Regions from separate parts of the Mus musculus genome. Here region 1 is linked to region 2. Evidence: chromatin contacts called from public Hi-C data. All regions are on one chromosome and are shown on one strand. Each heading gives the region's core, a stretch centred on a gene start, on an enhancer-like site or on the middle of the called end of the contact. The rest is flanking DNA. Distances are from core to core; before and after follow the strand shown.

The links. Hi-C and Micro-C count contacts between places; a contact is called where the count stands out from the background.
Region 1: a Hi-C map of cerebellum shows a contact between it and region 2, with 2.0 times the contacts expected there. The contact joins two enhancer-like sites. A contact is called at or near these places in 5 of 484 Hi-C or Micro-C datasets (brain, cerebellar granule neurons, cerebellum and 1 more) and 2 of 115 datasets of contacts at active chromatin or transcription factors (both in embryonic stem cells).

Annotation. Positions count from the first base shown.
Region 1 is chr16:9,901,158-9,905,208 of GRCm38.p6, reverse strand. The region is part of intron 3 of Grin2a (glutamate receptor, ionotropic, NMDA2A (epsilon 1)); the gene reads left to right. Among named protein-coding and RNA genes, the nearest start is that of Grin2a, 93 kb to the left of the region's middle. Within about 2 kb of position 1,933, at least 17 of the 459 cell types and tissues checked have an H3K27ac peak or open chromatin away from gene starts, as enhancers often do. A contact at or near this core is called in cerebellar granule neurons, cerebellum and cerebral cortex, where this site is marked.
Region 2 is chr16:9,751,775-9,755,490 of GRCm38.p6, reverse strand. The region is part of intron 4 of Grin2a (glutamate receptor, ionotropic, NMDA2A (epsilon 1)); the gene reads left to right. Among named protein-coding and RNA genes, the nearest start is that of Grin2a, 240 kb to the left of the region's middle. Within about 2 kb of position 2,115, at least 13 of the 459 cell types and tissues checked have an H3K27ac peak or open chromatin away from gene starts, as enhancers often do. A contact at or near this core is called in cerebellar granule neurons, cerebellum and cerebral cortex, where this site is marked.

The DNA.
Region 1 (4,051 bases), core at 684-3,183, 150 kb before region 2:
CCATGTTTACTGCCACCTCCCGGAGCCAGGGTTGGAATAACTCACATAAGGTGTTGTGTCTTGCACATCTGTCTGAGATTTGCATGCCCGGCCAGGCTCCAGCTCCTGAAAATGCCAAATGGTGGGAGTTTCTTCTTGGCTGAAGTTTTTGTTGTTGGTTATTTTATTTTATTTTATTTTTTGGTTTGAGACTTGAATGTTTCTTTAGAAAACAGGTCCCCCTCCCATTTCTGGCTAAGAGCAACCTGCCCCAATCCCTCCCCGACAAGAGGGCCCTCCTTCTTCTGCTCTTAGAGGAAGCTCGTTTAATCACTGTGATCAAGTCGGCTCAGGCTGCCCATGGCGGCCTTTAATTTTTAAAATGCCTATGGCAGGAGAAAGAAATGGGTGAGGTAGGTTTGCAGGCTTTCCTACTTTCTTATCACTAACGGAGGCCACAGGAGAACACAGAGTGCCTGGTCGCTGTCTTGGTACTGCTGATGTCATCTCCAGCTGAACCTCTTTAGAAATAATTGGTACTTCACTGGTGTATCAGACATCCATGGCTGTGTGACAGGTGACACCCACTTAGCGGCTGGCTGACACCCGTTTATCATTTCTATGTAACTCATGGGCTACCATTCTGTTGCCTGTTTTTCAGACAGAGTCTGAAATGAAGATGGTGTGGTACTGCGTGTCTGGGACCCCAACAGTGAGATGCTGGGCGGGAGAAAGATGAGTTTGAGGCCAAGGTGGGCTGCACAGTAAGACTTTGTCTTCCCACTCTGGTCTAGACCTGTGACTACTCTGTGCATTAGGATGTGTGACTTCCCTAAAGCCCGAGGGTCTGAGGACCTGCTTGTCTTAATTAGTTGCACAGAGTGACTCAGATACCACAAGCACTTGCTTTAGGACAGGTGTCCTTATGAATGAAGTAGGTATTGAAGAGATGTGGCTGAGCCCAATCCAATCCAGATACATTTCTTCTCAAAAAAAAAAAAAACATAAAACAAACAAACAAACAAAAAAAAACCTCTCTACTAGAAGCTTGGTCTGCACCAAGATATACTTACAGCTGCCCCAAGCTGTCTTCAAGAATGCACAGCTTCAGGGTCTCCGTGGGTCACAAACTTTCCTTTTTGTAAATGTTTTAATTCTTCTTCTAATCAGAACGACTTTAGAGAATTAATCTCCAGCGCTCCTTCCTGCCACTTCTAGACACTCCATACTTTTTCATAAACAAAGTGACAGTTTGATTGAATGTGGTTTTTTATTAGCTACTTTCACCTGAGGCATCTTTCTGCGCATGTGTAGGAATCAGAGCTTACGAATGTGCATGGAAACAGTGATTGGGATGAGCAAGCAGGGAGGGAAGTAGAATTCACGAGGCCATCCAGAGCATCAGCTGTCCTTCTGTCCCAGCTGCCTCTGACCCTTGCCAGTAATCTGGATGGCTCATATCTGGATGCAGGTGCCTTCCTCAGAACTCGGGACAAAGACTATGAAATCATAGAAACTGCCCATGTTAAATGGGGCAGATTGTCATCATTTAAGAACATGGCCAACATAAGAAAGCAAGGGGTTTGTCACCCTTAGCCCACATCTTTAGGAGCCATGGTGGGTTCTATCAGGTGAAGATGGGACAGAACACAGGTCACAGAGAGAAACTAATGGGCTGCTTTAGCCTAGAGAGGGGAGCTGTGGCTGAGAACTGCTCCACAGGGCCGGAGAAGGCCTGGGGATTTGGTATAAGAGAACAGTGTAGCTGACCTTGCTTCATCTCCTTCAAGGTGGACTTTTAGTTAGTGACAGGGTTCTGGGCACCATCCTGCTGTAATGGGAAGATTTGGGGACAGAGACACTGATTTAAGAAGCACTGGGGCAGAGCTCCGATCCTCTTTTTGTTCTGAGGTGTACAGATCCACTCCTTTTCACAGAGAAATCAAGCCTTCAACCCGGGCATGACTCATTCTCCTGTGGCAGGTGAGGGCTCGGCTTCCAAGAATAGCCTAGCCTGAGGGATCCAAGCCTGGAATCCCTTCCAACTTTCTGGGCTCTGAAGTTTGGCACCCACAGAGGACTCTGCTTAGGTAACGGGGTGCAGATGGCTAGGCGTTTGCAGAAAACAGTAGCTAATAACTATTTCTCTTCCATCTTTTATTCTGCAAAAAAAATGGTAAAGCCTGCCTAGGCCCCTTGCTTCCAGAGGAAACCTACTCACAAGGAGGTATATATACTTCAGTGGCTGAAAGATAAGGCAGTGAGCAAGCCCACACATTCATTTATTTGCTTATTCATAAATATTTGGCTGAAGGCTTGTAAGTGAGAACCATAACAGGAGACTCTACAGGGGACTCAGATCTCCCTGCACTGGGCTGAATCCAGGCAACTAGGTAATTGGAAGGAGGTTCACAAATAAGAGATGGCTTTGTGTAACATTTGCTGTAGATCATGCATTTATTCAATAATCTATTTGTTAAATTATATTATTTTATTTTATACATATGGTTGTTGGGCCTGTACATATATCTGTGCATCACATGCATGCTGGGGTTGGGGTTGGGGGCCAGTGGAAGGCATCAGATGCCCCCAAACTGGCATTGTAGACAGTTGTGAGCCACCTGGTCTAGGTGCTGGGAACCAAACTTGGGTCCTCTGGAAGAGCAGCAAGTACTCTCAATCAAACAGTTAAAATGATGTGCCGACTTCAGTAACTTCACACTGCATGTTGAGTTCCGCTCCATGGTCATCCCTGTGGACTGGTTGAGATGAAGCAGCTCACACGGTGATGTGCTTAGGCTCTGGCCAGTCAGGCACAGAGTCAGGGTTCTCTGACAAGAACTCAATCACAAATCATAAAGCTCATGTTTGGGCCTTGCAAGTTCAAGGTCACAGATGCAGTATGTGGTGAGGGCTGTTTCTTGGTTCATAGGTAAGTGTCACTTTCTAATGTCCTCACATGAGAGATGAGGTAGGGCTCTCCTAGGCCTCTTTGATAAGGACAGAAGTTCTACAGATAAGAACTTAGTTACCTTGGAAAGTTCCTGACTCTCTGGACAGCACCTGAAAGTGTAAGATACTAATGTATACATGCCAAAGGTATCCAATTGGTGAGACCACAGCACCTCTGCATAGGCATGGTCTTATCCTCCAGGACTCAGCTTGAAGGCTAGCACCCTAGCAGGTCTCCACTGGGCACCTAATTTAGTGTATTCTCTTCCTGTCTAGCTCATCAACGCATTACACTGAGACATCACTGCATTCACTAACCCCTTATCTTCAAGTTCCACTTGAATTTGGGCTACTGAAGTCCTGAGTCTTGTGTCTCTTCTTTATAAGGTGTGTGTGTGTGTGTGTGTGTGTGTTCGTTCATGTATGCAAGTGCTAGTATGTGTGTAGGTGCATATGAATGTATGTGTTCAGAGGCCCATGGGCAGCATCAGATGTCAGTCCTCAAGTGCTGTCCACTTTAGATTTTCAGGCAGGGTTCCTCCCTGGTCTAGAGCTCTCTAGGTATATTAGGCTGGCTGAGCAGCATGGCCCAGGGACCTGCCTATTCCCACCCCCATAGCACTGGTGTTACACTTACCTGCCACCATACCTATCCTTTGTGTTTCTTCAGTCCAAAGATGGTTCTGGCCTATGGCATGTGTCCAGGGAGCATTCATAACTGCAGGAAAGACAGCTGGGGCTGTCAGTGCTCTCAGGTATAGAACACACTTCTCAGGCTGCCACTGGGGGGTCGTTTAGATGAACTAAACAGCTGTGGGCTGTGTGGCTTTTGTTTTTACTGTCATGCTTTTACACCATGGTTGGGGAAGAAGAGAGCTATCAAGGACCTGAAAAGCATGGCAGGATGCTTGTGATTGCAAGGCAGAGTCAGGGGCCTCAGCCTCTTACGGGAAGGATCTGTCTTTGGAGAGCATTGTGCCCTAAAAGCAGTTCTTTTGTAAATGACAGTGGGGGTAACATTGTATTAGGCTCCTAATCAGGACATGAGCAACCACTTCTTGTGAAACCAGGTTTCCCAGGATGCTGGCAAGGCCATGGTGACCCAGAGAGGGAGCTGAGA
Region 2 (3,716 bases), core at 866-3,365:
TAGACAGCTCTGCCCCACTTTATCGCCTCTCTTTCTCGTGCCTACACACACACATTCTCTCTCTCTCTCTCTCTCTCTCTCTCTCTCTCTCTCTCTCTCCTGTGTGTGTGTGTGCTTGTGTGTATGTGTGTGCATATTATCTTTTTATCTTAGCATAATTAAATGGACCTTTACATGCAGACCGATTAGTGTGGTTCCTGATCAGTACCTGACGTCCACGAATATTCATCAAGCGATCACAGCTTTCTACAGTCATTCCTGTAATTTATACTGGTCATGCGGCAAGCTATGCACAAAGCAGGGGAGAGAGATGCCAGACCTGCCTGTCCTGGTGCCTTAAAATCTTATTATAAATATAAATGGGGTGTGTTTTTTATCTAGAAATCTGAAAGCAACTTTGTTAAAAGTGAGTTCTTGCCCCATGTTGGTTGGCCACTTTGTTGTAGTTGATATTTAATCTCAACTGGGATGGGGGCTTCTACTCAGCTTTTGGTCATTCAGTTTCCAGATAAAAGACACACAACCTTATATTTATAATAAGTCTTTAAAGCATTAGAGCTGGGCAGATATCCACCCTCTGTGCTATTAGAATCTATTTCCCCATCAGTATGATTTCCCATGTCCCATAGGCTGCTCTTACTCCCCAGTCAACCCACATGGCCAGTTCTCATGATCCCTTATCCCATGGTGTCTTTCCACCTGGTCCTTTCTCAGACCCCAAGCCAAGGAGCCCCGACCTCACCTACATGTCTTCTGCCTAGCTGTTGTCTGTAGGCATCTTTATTCACCAATCAGAGATAACCGTGAGAGTGGGGACAAGGTTACACAGCATACTTATGTGCACACAGATTCTCTCATCCCGGGGGCAACCAGGCCTGGGGGCTGGTGTTTAGCATTACAACACATAACAACAGACCAAACTTCAACACAGCTGCATGTCCCAGTTTCACTTTTTTAGGACTTATTTTATCTTTTCATCTTGTGCCTGTGTTTGTGTGAGAGTATGTGCACATGAGTACAGACAGGTACCAGTGGAGGCCAGAAGAGGGTGTCGCATCCCCTGGATCTAGATTCATAAGTTGTTATGAGCTGTGTGATCTGGGTGCTGGGAACTGAATGTGAATCCCGTGCAAGACCATGAACCACCTTTAACTACGGATGGGTCCAGCCTCAGGCTTTATTTGATAATGACTGCCTTACACCCTTTGTTGTGTGGCTGCTGTTTTAGTTGCTGCAGTGGAATGTGAAGAATTCACTGCATTGGAAACACTTGGGTACATCTCCAGCACAAAGGAAGGGGAGAAACACCCTCTACTGCTTTTATGGATTCGTATCTGAAAGAACCTTATCTGAGCGTCTCTTCTATCAACTACCTGACCCTGGAAATCAGGCTTCTGCTCAAAGCAAGAGCACTGTAAGTTCCCCTAACAGGAAAGGGGAAAGAGTCAGAGTGGTCCTGAGTTCAACCCCTGTCCAGGTAACACTAACACTCCCCCTTGATGCAGTCCAAGGAAGTGGAACAAAAAAAGGTTCCAGGTTTAATGGCCCACTGAAAGACTGCACTAAACCTGCTTGGCGTGTTTTTATTTGATAATCAGAGTTCTCACTGTTGGTTTCTTTTAAAATGCCAATAAAAGATCCTGCTTGGTTGATTCTCCAAGCTTGATGGCACTCAAGCTTCCCTGGGTGAATGTGATAACTCTTTGCAAATATTTATCAGTGGGATCAGCATTTGCTGCACAAACATTTCTGGCAATGCGCTAGCTACCCCAGAGAACACAGTATCCTGTGGGCCTCTGCTGTTTCTGTTGATGGGGACCCTTAATTCAGGGACAGGAAGTGTGACCCAGAGTAAGTCAGCAAAGAAGAGGTGTAATGAGAGAACACAGGGGCAGATGCCAAACTGAGACAAGGTATTCTGCAGCAGGCTCTGACTGTAGAATGTAGATCTCTAAACAGTGCCCTGCCTCTGCTGGGCAAGTGACTTAACTTGTCCGTCTCCTTATTTGCAAACGTGAGACCAACCGAAGCATCTGTGGGGAAGGTGGTGCCGATGACACATGTGTGAACACCCAGGGTACAGTTGGTACTTTGCAGGGTACACTTCTTGATGTTGCCTCCCTCCTGTGTCTTGCTGGACCCAGGACGGGTGGGTTGAGTGCTCTGGGTATCGAGTCCCGTAGCTTAGTCAGCAGCGTCCTTCCTGGAACCCAGCCTTCTCTCTTCTGGCTGGAAGTCAAAAGCACCGTATGCCAACCCCGCAATGGCAGTCAATCATTTCCAATTGGCATCCAGTGAATAGCTCGACAAATGGTGGAAACTTGATTTTGGCAACTCAGAAGAAGCAGCAGTTGGCTGCGACTTTACCTTGGTTAGGTGGCTTGGGTTATTGGTGGGGGAGGGTCACACAAGAGTACAAATACTCTTCAGATTTGCCTAAGGCCAGATGTAAGTCTTGGAACCAGCACACACCTAGCAAAGGAGACATATGGATTCCTTTCCTTCAGGGTGGAGTACTGGAGATACGGTCATTCTGAAACCTGGTCACTTAGTAATATATAGTGATGCTTGCTGTGGCCCAGCTCAGTGAGGAGATAAAGTAAATACAAGTACTACCTTCATTACTTGGGGGCCGGCTGGCAGAGTGCATATTGGGAGTGGGAGGTCTCAGTGTATAAACACGGAGACCAGCCAGGAGGCAATGGCAGGGATGGCAACTTAGAGGAGTTCCAGCCAAGCTTCTAAAAGGAAGTGATTCGCTTAGCGCTCACTGGGTACCAAGGTAACCAGCACTGATGGACGAGTATGACATAATGAAGAGAAAAGTATTTCAGACTTCGCAGCTGGGTGGATGGCTACGTCTTTTACTAAACACAAGAAGCTGACAAAGAAACATTGTGGGGTGGGTAAGAAGCAGAGATATGTACATTTCAGACATGTTGAATTGAATATGCTTTTGAAGGATTCAAGTGGAAATCTCAAGTAGGCAACTTAAGAGGAGAGACTGTATTCACATCAAAAATATACAATTCTTGGGCTTTGAGATTATCAATGGCTTTTGCAGTCCCCAAATTGAGTGAAGTTTCTGTTCTGCTTTGAGTGCAAAATGTCCCCTATAAGCTTGTATACAATGGGTCTCCAGCTGCTGGGGACCCACACTGTTTGGGAGGGTTGTGGAACCTTCCGGAGGAGGAGCCTTATTAAGATTTAATAGCCTGGCCTTATTTTCTGTCTCCTCACTGTGATCTGTGTGACCAGATGTCCAAGTTTCTTCCCTGCCATAATGGATAGTGTCCTTAAACTGAAAGCCAAAACAATCTTTTGCAACTGTAAGTGGCTACTTAGTAGGTATTTGTGAATAGCAATAAGAAAGATAACTAATACAATCACTTATGGGAAAATGAAAAATCCAAAGAGGATGTCCGCTCATATTAACATGTGCCTTCATATTCATTCCTGGGAAGGAGAGAAATGTTGCGTTGTGGCTTGCAGCTGCCCCTCCTCACAGGAGATTCTGGCCCCGTGTTTGATGCTGTGGAGGAGCCTGGTGGGTATCTTGTAGCATCAAGTACCTGCTCCACATAGAGGCAGGTACTGGGACTCTTTCAAAGATGTCATGACTGTGGCCACTGGTGACATATCTTGGCTCACTGCAACCTTGCAGAGTCACAGCAGGAGCTTCGATCAATACTAGGAGAAAATAAAAAGTCCCGTGC